Linked DNA regions of Mus musculus: all the other regions are linked to region 1. A link is a contact called in public HiChIP or PLAC-seq and promoter capture Hi-C data. All regions are on one chromosome and are shown on one strand. Each heading gives the region's core, a stretch centred on a gene start, on an enhancer-like site or on the middle of the called end of the contact. The rest is flanking DNA. Distances are from core to core; before and after follow the strand shown.

Evidence for each region. Promoter capture Hi-C pulls out the DNA fragments that hold promoters and counts their contacts. HiChIP or PLAC-seq counts read pairs in DNA pulled down with a chosen protein or histone mark.
Region 2: a promoter capture Hi-C map of hippocampal neurons shows a contact between it and region 1, with 5 times the contacts expected there. The contact joins the enhancer-like site here to the promoter of Ccn6 in region 1. A contact is called at or near these places in 7 of 39 promoter capture datasets (cranial neural crest, embryonic stem cells, hippocampal neurons and 3 more), 2 of 15 datasets of contacts at CTCF or cohesin (CD8 T cells and large pre-B cells), 2 of 484 Hi-C or Micro-C datasets (bone marrow-derived macrophages and cortical neurons), 24 of 115 datasets of contacts at active chromatin or transcription factors (the 230-238 cell line, CD8 T cells, T-cell acute lymphoblastic leukemia and 18 more) and 1 of 9 other capture datasets (embryonic stem cells).
Region 3: a contact with region 1 is called in an H3K27ac HiChIP or PLAC-seq map of stem cell-derived neural progenitor cells. The contact joins the enhancer-like site here to the promoter of Ccn6 in region 1. A contact is called at or near these places in 4 of 39 promoter capture datasets (the 3T3-L1 cell line, 3T3-L1-derived adipocytes, embryonic stem cells and 1 more), 2 of 15 datasets of contacts at CTCF or cohesin (the NIH/3T3 cell line and large pre-B cells), 3 of 484 Hi-C or Micro-C datasets (the HPC-7 cell line, bone marrow-derived macrophages and neural progenitor cells), 12 of 115 datasets of contacts at active chromatin or transcription factors (astrocytes, bone marrow-derived macrophages, embryonic basal ganglia and 8 more) and 2 of 9 other capture datasets (adipose tissue and embryonic stem cells).

Annotation. Positions count from the first base shown.
Region 1 is chr10:39,161,265-39,165,661 of GRCm38.p6, reverse strand. It overlaps Ccn6 (cellular communication network factor 6), which reads left to right and starts at 1,868. Exons shown (of 5, transcript NM_001127376.1): 1 at 1,868-2,069. The coding sequence starts at 2,022.
Region 2 is chr10:39,562,526-39,567,239 of GRCm38.p6, reverse strand. Fyn (Fyn proto-oncogene) reads right to left here. Exons shown (of 14, transcript NM_001122893.1): 14 at 1,859-3,476. The coding sequence ends at 3,268. The region is part of intron 2 of Gm16364 (predicted gene 16364); the gene reads left to right. Among named protein-coding and RNA genes, the nearest start is that of Gm40627, 25 kb to the left of the region's middle. Within about 2 kb of position 2,344, at least 15 of the 459 cell types and tissues checked have an H3K27ac peak or open chromatin away from gene starts, as enhancers often do.
Region 3 is chr10:39,669,980-39,674,543 of GRCm38.p6, reverse strand. The region is part of intron 2 of E130307A14Rik (RIKEN cDNA E130307A14 gene); the gene reads left to right. Among named protein-coding and RNA genes, the nearest start is that of Gm16364, 59 kb to the right of the region's middle. Within about 2 kb of position 1,768, at least 83 of the 459 cell types and tissues checked have an H3K27ac peak or open chromatin away from gene starts, as enhancers often do. A contact at or near this core is called in embryonic basal ganglia, embryonic forebrain, forebrain and 3 more, where this site is marked.

The DNA.
Region 1 (4,397 bases), core at 619-3,118:
AGCCAGGGATGAAGAAGTTATCAAGTCTGGTGGCCAGGAATCACTGAGCCTGGGGGTTCAAAGGCCAGATGATCACTAAACCAGGACAATCAAAAGAGAAAGATCAGGCTGGATCAAAAGCAAGCACAGTCTCTTCTGCTGAGCCACTCTGGGGTTTTGTCTTAATTCTCAAGGAGCAGGATACCCCGGGGATGGTTAGTTTTGATTATCAACTTGGCAAGCTCTGGAACCAATTATGAAATATGTCCTTCCTTGGATCTGTAGGGGTGTTTTTAGAAAGGATTAAGGGAGATGGGAAGACCTACCCTGGATTTGGGCGGCACTGTCCTGCGGGACAGGGTCCCAGCCTAGATAAGGATAAAGCAAACTGAGCTCTGACTTTCATCTCTGCTTCCCGACTGTGAATGCATTGTGAACAGTGGCCTTATGTTCTTGCCATGACTTCCCTGCCATGATTGACTGTGCCTTCCAAGTGTGAGCCAACATAAGCCCTTCTTCAAGATCCATTTGCCAGACATTTAACTGATCCAAGACCTTAGGGTGGCAAATGAAAAGGGTACTGTGAGGTTTGTATAAGCTTGGCCCAGAGAGTGGCATTATTTGGAGGTGTGGCCTTTTTGGAATAGGTGGGTCACTGTGGGCATGGGCTTTAAGACCCTTGTCCTAGCTGTGTGGAAGTCAGTCTTCTCCTGTTTGCCTTGAGATGCCTGCACCATGCCTGTTTGGATACTGCTATGCTCCCACCTTGATGATAATGGACTGATCCTCTGAACTGTAAGCCAACCCCAATTAAATGTTGTCCTTATAAGAGTTGCCTTGGTTATGGTGTCTGTCCACAGCAGTAAACCCCTAACTAAGAAGGGTACCATCTGGGTGGCCCAGTGCACATATAGCTGCAGGCTACTGTGATGTGTGCATGCTCATGTGCTATTGGCTCTGTGGGAGCACAGCCTCCCAGAGGTCACCGCTGTGGGAGGCCTTACTTATGTGCTAAATTCATGCTCATAAGGGTGGGAAGAAAGAGGCCCGGACACTGTAGATCACGTGACAGGCCAAAGGGAGAAGAGCTGTGGGAAGGTAGGTTTCGCCTGCTGGATCTTCAGGAAGACAAGACTTGGACAGAGAAAGAACAAAGGTTAAAATGGATACTCTTAACTCTTGTCCTGGTGACAACACAGGAGGGGACAGGCTGGTGGCCACATGTGTGTGCACACATGGTGTGTTTCTGGAGAAATGGTTCAAATTCAGAGTAACTTACTTTTTAGAGTTTTAAAGATTGTTTTAACTGATACACAAAAACAAAATTATATGTATTAATGGGCATCTTGTAGTGTTTCGTATGTTAAAAAAAATTCTCACTCCAATTTTCTAATTGGGAAAATCTAATTGGGAAAACCTAATTGGGGAAACCTAGGGTTAATTTTCTGTTGTCTCCCACAAAACTACAACTGCAGATAGGAGCCTAGTTTAAGCAAATGTGCTGTGGGGAGTCTACTTACACCCACTAGGTTAACCCCTTACCATTGCCCCAGGGGTGAGATGTGTCGGAGTATAGGACGACATGGGGTGGGGGCTGCTCACCAGCTCAGGAAAGGCCTCTAGAATCTGCTGTTGGTAGGACATGAAACTCAAGTGACATGAAATGGGGAGAGACTGGACCAACACCCGGCAGAGAAATCAGAGAGACCAAGGGCAAGGTGGGAAAGATGTCCAATGCCACCCAACTCCTGGAAGACGGGCTTGGATCTCAAGAACAGGATGTCCGTCCTCCCTCAGAGAACAACCTCCACTTGCTCTCGCAGAGTCCCTGTAGGAAGGTGTTGGCCCCTCCTGACGCACACCGTGCAGACCCAAGGAGCTTCTAGAAGTCCAGTGAAATCCGCAGGGCACTGGGACAGATCCTCAGACGGAAAGTGCAACCCGGGAGTCTGAAGCCCAGGAGGTGGAGACGTGGTTCCTTGTGCAGGAGACAGGGGAGCTTTGTGCCTGGCGCTTCTCCATCTCTCCATCCTCCCGGCATCATGCGTAGGCTCCTCTTTTGCACTCTGCTCATGACTGGGCTGACACAGGTAAGTCCTTGTTTCACATTCAGACTCCAGCTGTACATCTCCAGGCCCAAAGTACAGCTGCAAGGTAGAAATGGGGGAAATATACGGGTAATTATTTAATGAGAAATGGGGAGCCATTTTCCTTTCCAGAACGTTCAGTTTTAGCTTGGGAGTTTCGTCTCGATGCTGGACACTTCCCCCTTTGAGGTGTACACACTGAAGCCTTCTTGCAATGTGTGAACAGTCCACTAGTGTTCCCTTATGTCTATTTACACAGTCCACCCCAGCTCTCGGATGGGTAGCACTGACGGCCACAGCTGTAAACATGATCCCTTCATGAGAGGTTGCAGGCGCGGGCGGGCGAACACAAGGGCAGGCGGGCTCGCCTTTTCACAGCTTGTAGCATGCAAAGAGCTCCTGGCAAAAAAACGGGTTTGGCAATGATTTTTTTTTTTTCCCCCAGCTAAGCCTGTCCTTGTTTGAAAGGAACGCTTAGGAAGGAACATTTAGTGTTAAACTTTTACTTTATCTTTTCTCAAGCCTTGGGTCTTTCACTTTTTGTGAGTGAATCTGTCCGTGGAAGCTCTAAATAATTCGGAGGGCAGAGCATATGAAGTTTAATTTAAAATGAGCAATTCATTGCCTTAGTGTTTTTGATTGAGAAGATTAAAGCAGACAGAGTTACTTGCTGATTTATTTACATGAAGGTCACTGCTGGCTCTGACCTCTTCCGGTGACATAGAAAACATGGAAGGGTAAGGAGTTGGAGCTGAACATGGCTGGGGCAGCAGAGGTATTCTATACAGTAAGGGGAGTTGTTATACCGTCTAGAGGTGTGAGGTTTCAGAAGGCTCCTAAGAAGGATCTCAGCGATGGGTTCTTCCTGCTGGCACAGCTGGAGGACATTTCTTCAATAGCTCTGTGCCCAGCTCTCTCCTGTTCTACACTCTCAGGAGAGGCAGGTGGTTACTGTCAACTGAGGACTAGGGCATGTTCTTTTTTTTTTTTTAGTTTTTTTTAGAGCATGTTCTTAAACAGCAAATATTCTAGCACACAGAGAAATGTACAGAATAGAAAACAAGTGCAAATACAAAGAGATATTGTACTTAGACCACAAATTATCATTCGTGATTAATTTTGCCTTAATTATGTGTGGGTTTTTTGTTTGTTTGTTTGTTTGTTGTTTTGCTTTGTTTTGGTCATGGTGATAAAATACCTGAAAAATAATTAAAGGAAGGTTTATCTTGGCTCTCGGTTTAAGTTCATGGTTCTTGGCTGGACATTTCAGCCTCTGATGAGACACAGCATGGCAGCAGAAGTGTGTGATAGAGGAGGCAACTCATCTCACAGAGAGAAAAAACAGAGAAAGAGGATGTTATGAAATATAAAGAGGCAAGGTGTGCCCCTGAGAAATTACGCCATGCAACAGATCTGGTATAAGCGAGTTTATTGGGGGAAGGGAGAAGAGTGGGGGCCTGGGGAAGGAGTAGAGGCATCAAGTGATCCATGATGGGGGGCAGCAGAGAGGGGAGAAAGGGGCTCCAAGGATAAAGAGGGGGGAGAGAGAGAGAGAGAGAGAAAGAGAGAGAGAGAGAGAGAGAGAGAGAGAGAGAGAGAGAGAGAGAGAGAGAGAGAGAGAGAGAGAGAGAGAGAGAATGTGGAGAACAGAGAGAGCTGGGTGTCAGGCAGTCCTTTTATACACAGCCTGCATCTGCTGCACCTGGTGGCAGGGGCAGGTGATGGTGGCAGGTGATGATGTAAGCAGATGTTAGGTCCCTGAGAGCAGCCTAGTGGAATCACCTGTGAGCTAGTAGAGGCAGGAGACAAGATGTACTGATACAGCCCCAGTGATGCACTTCAGTAAGGTGCAGTCTTCCAGTTGTCCATTCAACTGCGAATCTACAAATGTGTGAATCCATTGGTCAGGTCAGCACACTCCTGACAGCTGCTCCCCCAGAGTCCACTTATGAGTAGTGATGACCAGGGGTGTGTGTACATATGGCATAAGTGTGAGCACACATGCATGTGCTCATGTCTGTGTCTACATGGCAGTCAGTGTACAGCACTGAGTGCCTGCCTCTAACTCTCCACCTTATTTTGTGAGTCAGGGTTTCTCACTGAAACTGGGCCTTGTGGTTTCATCTAGACTGGTTGCCTGCAAGCCTGGGGCACTGATTCTTCTATTTTTACCCCTAGGCCAAACTTTCCTGGGGCACACTTACAAACATAACCAAGGGTTTGATGACATCACTGATATGGTGAATAGCCACTAGATATCAAACACTATGCCAGACATTTAGTCCTTATCTTAATCACCTTAACTGTCTAAACAACTGTACCAAGAGCATA
Region 2 (4,714 bases), core at 1,095-3,594, 400 kb before region 1:
TAGCTCTGCTGGTACTAGAGAATCCTCTGCTGCCAAGACTTTACTCACAGGATTCCTGTCGTCTCCGGGTGAGTAAACACAGCCAGGTGCCTGGAGATCTTGAGTCACACGGCAGGTTTCGAGGGACCATGGTTACCCTTGGCTTTCCCCATGGAAACACCTGGTCACTGGGGCAGGGCCCTTAAAGTCCACTGAGTCGCTGCTGACATGTGGCACCCCGCATCTGCTGGGATCCTATCAGGTCCCTCAACGCAGCAGCCTGAGTGTGTGGTGCAACGACAGTGGAGTGAACCAATGTTTACTCTTGTGTTATGAAAATGGCCTTCTCCAGTGAGCTTCCTATGTGAGCTTTTAAGAGAATAGCTTATTAAAAAGGTATCCAAGTGCAAACTAGGTAACCCCAGTTGGCTCTCAGAGAGTAAGTCCTTAGTCCTCATTCTGGGTTACTAAAGGAAAGCAACAGGGGCTGGAGAGATGGCTCAGTGGTCAAGAACACTAGCTGCTCTTCCAGAGGACCCAGGTTCAGTTCCCATCATGACAGCTCACAACTGTCTGTAACTCCAGTTCCAGGGGATCCGACGCCCTTACACCAATACACATAAAAATGTTATTATTTTTTTTTTAAAGAGAAACAACAAAGAGGTTTTCTCCCCAAACATTTTCACCTGCTTCACAGTAAGTGCTATTTTTCCTTTGTCATAAGAGAACTTTCTGGTGAGCAACTTCAGTTTCCCGATCCCAGTGTCTATCACTTACGAAGCAGACACTTCCAGATGGGAGTTGAGCCTCCCTAGAAAGCACACTGGACTCTTGGAAAAACCTGTACATTTCTTTGGTTTCTTCCTGACTGTAGTTCTTCTATTCTAGAGTGCTCCAGGACTCTGACCTCGTAAGCGTGCTCTCTCAGTGATGCATGTCCTTAGTTTTCTTTTATATACAGGAACCCACAGAGAACTCACTTGATGAAATTTAAAAAGCTGTATGAAATTAAAAGTGCATTTTTTTTTCCCTCAAAGACTTTCAATGAGTCAAAACAAAAACCCTCCAGGGAATATTTGCAAATTGTCTAATGCAAAGTGAGGATTGAAAATAAAATTATCTTAACAAAAATCTAAAACCTGCTAATGACTAATCCTATGTGATAAAAACTGCACCTCGTAAGTTTTCAAAACTCTATCAATGGTATTCATATCCAAAATAGTAACAATTTTGATTTAAAAAATGTTTCATCTTCCTCCCCAAAACGCTATAATCTTTTCTAAAGGTAATTATTTCCACAACAATGAAAGATTTTCCTCCTTATATGGCTCCATATGACACGGTGGACTTAGAGTTGTAAGAAGGCAGGGCTGCCAGAGGCTGGGAGAGCATCTTGTCTGTACTTTGTCTCCAGACACACTGGCCTGCAGGGGAGGTTCGGAGTTCTGCAGGGAACCATGGTAGATCCAGGCCTGGATGGCTACCCAGTCCCCCCTCCCCCTCTCCCCCATACCACATGGTCACATGCTTAGCAACTTCATTTTAGAAGTAGGATACTTGGAAATGTATTTATGACTTGAGACCAAGAAAGACTACTGTCTCCTGTACAAATAGGACACGGTGAATTCCAGCGAGAGACAGTGCGGGATACACTATGGCGCTCAAGTACGCCCAGTTTTGCTTTAGCCACTCTGAGTTAGCCAGATAACTGCTTTGCCTTTTGGTGGGGAGGGTCTCCAGATGCTCTGCATGTTTCTGTCGTTTGGAAATCGCTGCACAGTGGCCCGATTTACCAGGTGCTTCCTCACCATCTGGGACGGGCCAGGTATGTCACAGAACGCCTAGGGTACCTTCTGTGGTGTACACAAATAAACAAAAATTTTTTTTTCAAATGTAAAATGCTCTCTTTTTAATTACTAAATTAGGAAAGTTAAACAATTTAAAAATGTAAACTCACAAGTAAATCATTAACAAAAAAAAGGAATTAAGACTTCAGAATTGCTAGTCAGTATTAAAAAACTCAATAGAAATAGGAATTGATTTGTTGTTAAACATACGTAATTCGAGGTTGGTACAAACAGCAACTAAAAATGTAATACTTTTTTTTTTTTGTGCACCCCCATGAAATGTAAAGTAGTGCATAGTTATTCACTGGAGCACTCCTGACACGGAGAGTCACTCATTAGCAGTACAGGACAGTAAAACACTTATTTTACAATGGGACGTGTACAACCCCCCACCCTTGCCTTCCCATAATTTTTAGTTGCATGAGAAAGTTTAGTAGGTTGCCATGACTACAATGCTATGGGTTTAGACCATTTAAATGTGGTTACAAGATTTATTAAATAAAAGGAAAACACCTGAACCCTTCAGCATTCATATTTATACAGGAAGTTTGTGTGGTCTCCGTCTTGCAGCTCTTGTGGTAGAACTGGCTGGCTGCTTTTTGCTTAAAATGCTCACTCCTAAGTTTCAAGAACGAATCACAGTTCGCTGGAGCAAAAACTGGCACTAAAACTCGTGACTAGGCCCTGGGACCTGAAAAAAGTCACATGAACAATCTATAGGTATGATTAGGAACCAAAAAAGTGCAGTCCAAATGGAGAGGACGTCATGCTTCGTAGAAGTCAAAAAATGAGGCCACCGGCTTGCAGGCTGACACCAGTGCTTTGCTGGCAGGGTTCTGCAGTAATCCCCACTCCGGTCCTGTAGCTATGTGGCCTACGCTGGCCAGTCTCCATGGTAGCACCCACATGGTGTATGTACAGGAACATATGTTAACATATATATCATATGTATAAAAAAGGGAAAAAAAACCCAAACACCTGTCCTGATCATTTTTTGTTAAAACATGAAAAAAAATTTTATTGTTTTAGACAAAGAGGCCACTTTTGGAAAATAATACTTTTTTTTTTTTAGTTGAATCAGGTGAAGACAGAGTTAAAATCACATAGGATTTGCTTTTTCTTTTTTAAAAAAGGAAAGCACTGGGATTGTTGGCACAGGAGCAGCTATTTACACTGAACAGAGGTTTGGCCTTTGACATAACATCGATACAATGCATTTCCAAGTCTGAGAAATAACACGCTTCTGTCTCAGATGGTTCACAGAGGAGGTTCGGACTGGGGGACAAGTGTCATTAATGAGGGCCGTGGAAGTTCAGCTTCAGAGTCACATGCAATCTGATCCTGGACGGTTCTCGCTGCTCTGGGGCAGCTGGCTACAGAATTGGAAGCTAATGGGGAGGGGTAGGGAGGCCTCGGGAAGAGGCGTCTGAAGCGCAGGCTCTCACAGGTTTTCACCGGGCTGATACTGGGGCTCTGTGGCCGTAAAGTAGTCCTCCAGGAAGCCCTGCAAGTACTCGAAGGTCGGGCGCTCTTCCGGATCCTTTTTCCAGCAGTGGATCATGAGCTCGTGCAGGGAGATCGGGCAGTCCTGTGGGCAGGGCATCCTATAGCCTCTCTCCACCTGCTCCAGCACCTCCCGGTTGTTCATGCCTGCGAAGACAGGGGCCAGTGAGAATGGGCACGTGGCTAAGGTTAAAGCATAAGGAGGCCGTCCTCCCTCTCAGGAGGGGAACCATGCCTGTAATAGGCTATCACAGCACGAAGGAGTGGAACAAAGGAATGGAGAACTCATAGATGCAAAAGCCCAGACAGTGACTCTCAAAGCACTACACGTGAAAGAAGCCAGACACAAGAGGCAGCGCACTGTACGATTTCACCTGGATGAGACCCTAGAAAGGCCAGAGACTGCATGATAGAAACCAGATCAGAGGTTGCTGCGCACGGATGGGGGTTGGGGTTGGGGTGGGGGCCACGGGTGAAAGGGCAGAGGGAGCTGAGAGGTGACAGAAGCCATGGTTGAATGCCCATGTTTTTCCTGTGAAAGGCCAACAGCAAATATTTTGTTTGTGTGGGCTACATGCAAGCTCTGTCTTATTTCTGTCACTGAAACAGTTTAAAACAAAGCCAGGTTGGGAGCCATGCTCTGCCATGAGAAATAACTCAGGCTGCAGTCCATGACCCCAGTGTAGTTAGTCCGTGTGAACAATCAAATTTCACTAGTCAAAACTCATGGGAGTATACTTTTAAATTAACCTTTGTTATGTGTAAATTATACTCACTAGGAAAGGTAAAACACAGGACTAGGGGAAGGGGCTTAATGTTGCTAGAATGTTGCTTAGAGTTGCAAAGTACCCAAGTTCAATTCTCAGCATGCATTCATACTAGGCGGCCTGTCATTCCAGTTCCAGAGCAACTGACACCTCTGGTTTCAGGAGATACTGGTACATACGTGCACATATCCTCACACAATTAACAAGAAACATAATTAAAAAGGAATCTTCGGGAGATGGAAAGATGACTCAGTCTTCCAAAGGACCCAGGTTCAAATCCCAGCACCCACATGGCAGTTAGTTCAACTGCCTGTAGTTCCAGTTCCAGAGGACCTGACACCCCCACAGAGACAGACATGGAGGCAGAACACCAATGTAAAGTTAAAGAAATTAAAAAAGAAATGTTTGTATGACTAAAGCACACAAACACCCTGTAGAATAAAAGCAACAGGTCTTCTATGTGCAGAGCTACAGTGAATGTCACAGTTTTCCTCATGCTTAGGCATGGCGTCTGAGGTTTGCCTTCATGCCAGCAGGGCTTGGCACCATCTGGCCTGGTGACCCTCACAGTGCTCTGAGGTTTGGGAACTGTGACAGGGAGGCAGGGTGTCTCTGGGG
Region 3 (4,564 bases), core at 519-3,018, 510 kb before region 1:
GAAATAGTATTATTGAGATACATGAAATAAAATTAGGAGATATTTGTTGCTGGCAATAAGCTTTAGGTAAGAGCTGTTCTGGTATTGAAACTGCATCAAATCTAAAATGGTTTTTTGAGAGTAAGTGGTTCTATGGTGTATCTTGAGGCTGGTCCCAATTAGGCATAAATTAGAGTGTGTCTCGCTTTTCAGAAAGGGTCAGGAAATCAGCACTTGGCCTTGAACTCTTCACCTCTGCCCCTGTTGACCGTAAGAATAAGCCATTCCTCTCTGTGAAAACTAACAGATGCAGCCAGGCTTTGCCATTCCTCTGCAGAAAAGAGCCAGAGTTGTCAGCCAGAGCCGGTCAGAAGGAAGTAGCTGAGGAACTGGGGACTTTTTGTAGAGTGACAGCTTTCTGTCCATAAAGAAAAAGTCTCTAAAGCCACCAATGTGAAAGTGACATACTTTAAAGTGTCCAAAGGAGGCCTCCAAAGCTACTGGAAGCCTGTGCTGTCCTTTCTCAGAGCCTATTTTCTGTTTTCCTCCCATTCTGCAGCACTGATCTGCGACACTCATTGGTACACTGGACAAATAATTCCCCCATCTTTATAGCCAGCATAAAGCTCACAGCTGTGGAGTCTTGGTAATCTTTGCTGTGATTAATTGCCAATTACAAACATTTGATGACTATTTAAAAACCTTCCTTAGATGACTTATGTAGCTGACATGTGTAGTTAGTTGAAAAACTGAGGCTATGAAGATGGGTGTCACAAAAAAAGCTGAAGTCAGTCAAAATGTCACACTTTTCTGATCTCTAATAGAGTATTTTGCGCTTTCAACACCTAAAACATACCTGTGCCTGAAGGTCCAACTCAGTTCCTGCCTCCTACCCAGTCAGTCCTTTTCCTGACAGTCCTCTCTGAGCCATCTCAGCAGCTGTAGTGGATTTGGATTTGCTATCAGATGTATCATTGATCCATGAACTTGTCACATCAAAGGTCAGGTCAGAGCAGAATGGCTGCGTTAGCCGCCCCCTCGCCCATTTCCTCAGCACCACCAGACGCATCCAAAGTTAACTTCAAGGTGGGCCACTTCAGTAATAGAGTTGTGAGCCGGTGGTTTGAAGTTTGTAAGTCACTGTTGTGTACCACCCACAGAAAGTGTGCAACCAGTGATGTGCCTTGTCATAGTCATTAGGAGATTAATTACTAGTGTATAAGGAGAGGGAAGGGAATCATTGGAATAGAGAAAAGAAAATACAAGGAGGAGGAAAAGAGATAGTTTGGAAAAGGCAAACCCAGATCCAGCCTTCTCATTCTGGGATAAGATGCATTTCCTGTTTTCATGACAAAACATGGAAAGACTCCTTCCAAATGCATTTCGTGAATGATTGCCGACCCATCTTGCTAATGCTTGCTCTTTAGGGAACTGCACAGAAATCATGCATTTCCAGTTTGAATTAGGAACTAACTGGAAAGGCAGTTGCTTTGTGAGAAACCAGTAAACGCAGAAGCCTCATAACACTGGAACATTGTGGCAGTGGGAAAAGGCAACTCAGAAGGAGGCTCACCTCTCCTGACTGGTCCTGCTCTCAATGACTGTGAGACTCTCACTCCACAGTCCCTGCTTCCCACTGGCAGCAGCTGAAGCAGCTCATTATGCATGTCTGTCACGTGGTCCACTCCATCACCCAAATCTAACTGGGAGAGTAAGTCACCCTAACAAGACCCTTCAGTACACTCTTAAAAACTACTTACAGATGGACTCTTCCTCTGTAGGGACACAAAGAGTTTCCTTGTGCTGTGCCACATGATACAGGAAATGCATTATCCCTGTCCCAATGCAGGCACATGAGGAGGAAGCCCATGAAAGGGCAGCAGCTCACAAAAGCCCACACAGCTTTAGGGGGAGTCCTCGGAGGGGCTCACAGGCCAGTTTATGATAAGGGCAGAGAAAATCCTGGCTCTGTGAAGCTCCATTCATTTCGAATGCTAATGTCCACACCGGGAAAGGGAACCACAGCAGCATTCAGCTTTGACACAAACACTGCTAATCCTTGTTAGTTAGATTGTCACCGACACCTGCCCCCACACCCCCAGCTTCGTGCTAGATCTCCATTTATCCTTACAGTTTGGGCCACTTTATATTCTGTTACTTGAAGGTGAGTTCTCCTTTTAGACCCTGGGATCTTGAAATGGGTTTCCATTAGCTTGAATGGACATTTCTGTAGAATTAATCTTTACAGGGTTAGATTTACCTGCCATTGTTAAATCTCCTGTCTCACACAGTGTGATCAAGCCATGGTTCATGCAGCTGTCCAGCTAATGCTGAGAATAGAACCTGTGTCCACTATTCTAGACACTGGGGATGCAGCAGGGAACAGAGTCCTATATTTATTTTTTGGTTTTGGTTTTTGGTTTTTCGAGACAGGGTTTCTCTGTGTAGCCCTGGCAGTTCTGGAACTCACTCTGTAGACCAGGCTGGCCTTGAACTCAGAAATTCGCCTGCCTCTGCCTCCCGAGTGCTGGGATTAAAGGCGTGCGCCACCAACGCCCGGCTGAGTCCTATATTTATATAGATAAAAATTTAAAGAGGAGAGACAGAAAACAGATAAATATGTTAGTCAGGGTACATTACACTGGTTGGTGGCAGTAAACACGCTTGTATCTCAGAGGTTGAAGCAAAAAAAAGTTTTAGTCCTCATCAAAGAGTGGTCACTGAAGGTCAGAAGGAGGGACTTTCCTCTGGGTCACTTCCACATGGCACCCAGGCCATCCAGAGAACCACCAGGGGGTAAGGCTAGTCTTAGGGAGAATATCAAATGATACACGGATTCTCAAAGCTTATAACTGATACATGGCATGTCTCTCATTTTCAGGGCCAAAAGAAGCCATAGGGTTACAGCCAGCTACAGAGGGCCAGAAAGTGTAGTCATACCACATGTTCAGGAAAGTGAGCCACTCTTGGCAGGCAGAGCTGCCCCAGATGCTGATGGCTGCTGTGAAGAAAATCAGGGTACAGGAGATGGTGTCTGTGAGGTTGCAGAGAGTCTGAAGAGAGTCCTCCCCTTGGGCAGAGGATCAGGTCCTGTAAAGGTCTGTGAGAGCCATCAGTCTGGCATGTTTGAGGGAAGGCAGGGGAATCCAGGGGCCAGAGTGCTGTGAGTAAGAAGGTAACTTCAGAATCTAGTCAGCGGGGTGGCTGGGTAGAACCTTCTAAAAGGTCGGCCGTGTAGATTTTTGTATGAGGTCCAAGTCTTTTAAATATTTCCCTTATAAGAGTACAACAAAGCAGAGGGTCACTGTTGCCTGAATTAAAGACTTAATCATACAAACTTAGTGGATTACAAAGAAGCAAGAACGCTTAAGTGAATATCACAATAATATTACTGCCGAGAGATAACAGCGTCACTAGTAGTTTGAACAATTCAGTATAGCTTTGAACAATGGGCACATTTTACATATCCTTTTACAAGAAATTATTTCTTTTAAAACAGCAGCTTTTTCCCCCCTAATTATAAGCCAATATCCTATGGCGAATGTTTGGGCAAACACTGAAAGCTCAACAGGAGGATCCAAGAATCCTCCGTAGGCCGTCGTCCGGGACTGCTGTTACCATTTCGGTATGTTCTGCAGTCTTCTCTGGACAGCGAACAGGTTCTGTCGGGCCAATCACAGCCTCTCTGTGCTTCAGACTCCTCATCAGTGCGATGCGAGGAAGTAGCAGCACCTACATGTAAGCGCCATATGAAGTGTAGGTGAGGTGAGGAACACACATTCCTCACACATCTAATACTGGACACAAAGTAAGTGTGTGAGATTGTGTGCTGCTTTGTGTATTTCTGAATAGTTATCACACTTTATACATTATTTTATTCTTTTTTAAAACATTGTATCACCAGTATTTCCCCAAATCTTTGCTTATTTTCTACCCAGTGAGACAGTCTCTCTATGTAGCCCAGGTAGACCTCAGACTCACTACTATCCTCCTGCCTCTGCCTCTGCCTCAGCCTCTCCAGTGCTGGAGTTACTGATGTGGACCACTAGCTTGCCTTTCTAGTGACTACATACCCTGAACAGATAACTTTCCCTTAGTCATGCCCCTTTATTAGACGTTCTTCTTTAATATGTAAATGTTAAGACAGCCTCAATTTCTCAGGAAATTCAAAGGCCTTCTTTGCCTCTGAACAACTTGAAAGAAGCTGCCAACTTGATTTCCCCATCATTTACAAATATCTTTGTGAAAGATTTCCAACAAGACATTGCCCTACATAACTCAAGTTCAAACTGTAAAATTGGAAAATTAACATAGGAACATTGGAGTCTAATCCTCAGACACTAGTCAGGTGTCTCCACATCTCTCTCTCTTTAACATTTTAAAAAATGTGTATGCTTGCACGTGTGCCTGTGCGTGTTCCGGCGGAGTCAAGAAAGGATATCAGATCCCCTGAAACTAGAGATACAAGCGGCTATACGTCACTGGATGTGGATGCTGAGAACTGAACACAGGTCCTTTAGAAGAGCAGCAGATGCTCTCAGCCACCGAGATACTCCTTAAGCCCCTCTACTTCTTAACAACAAAT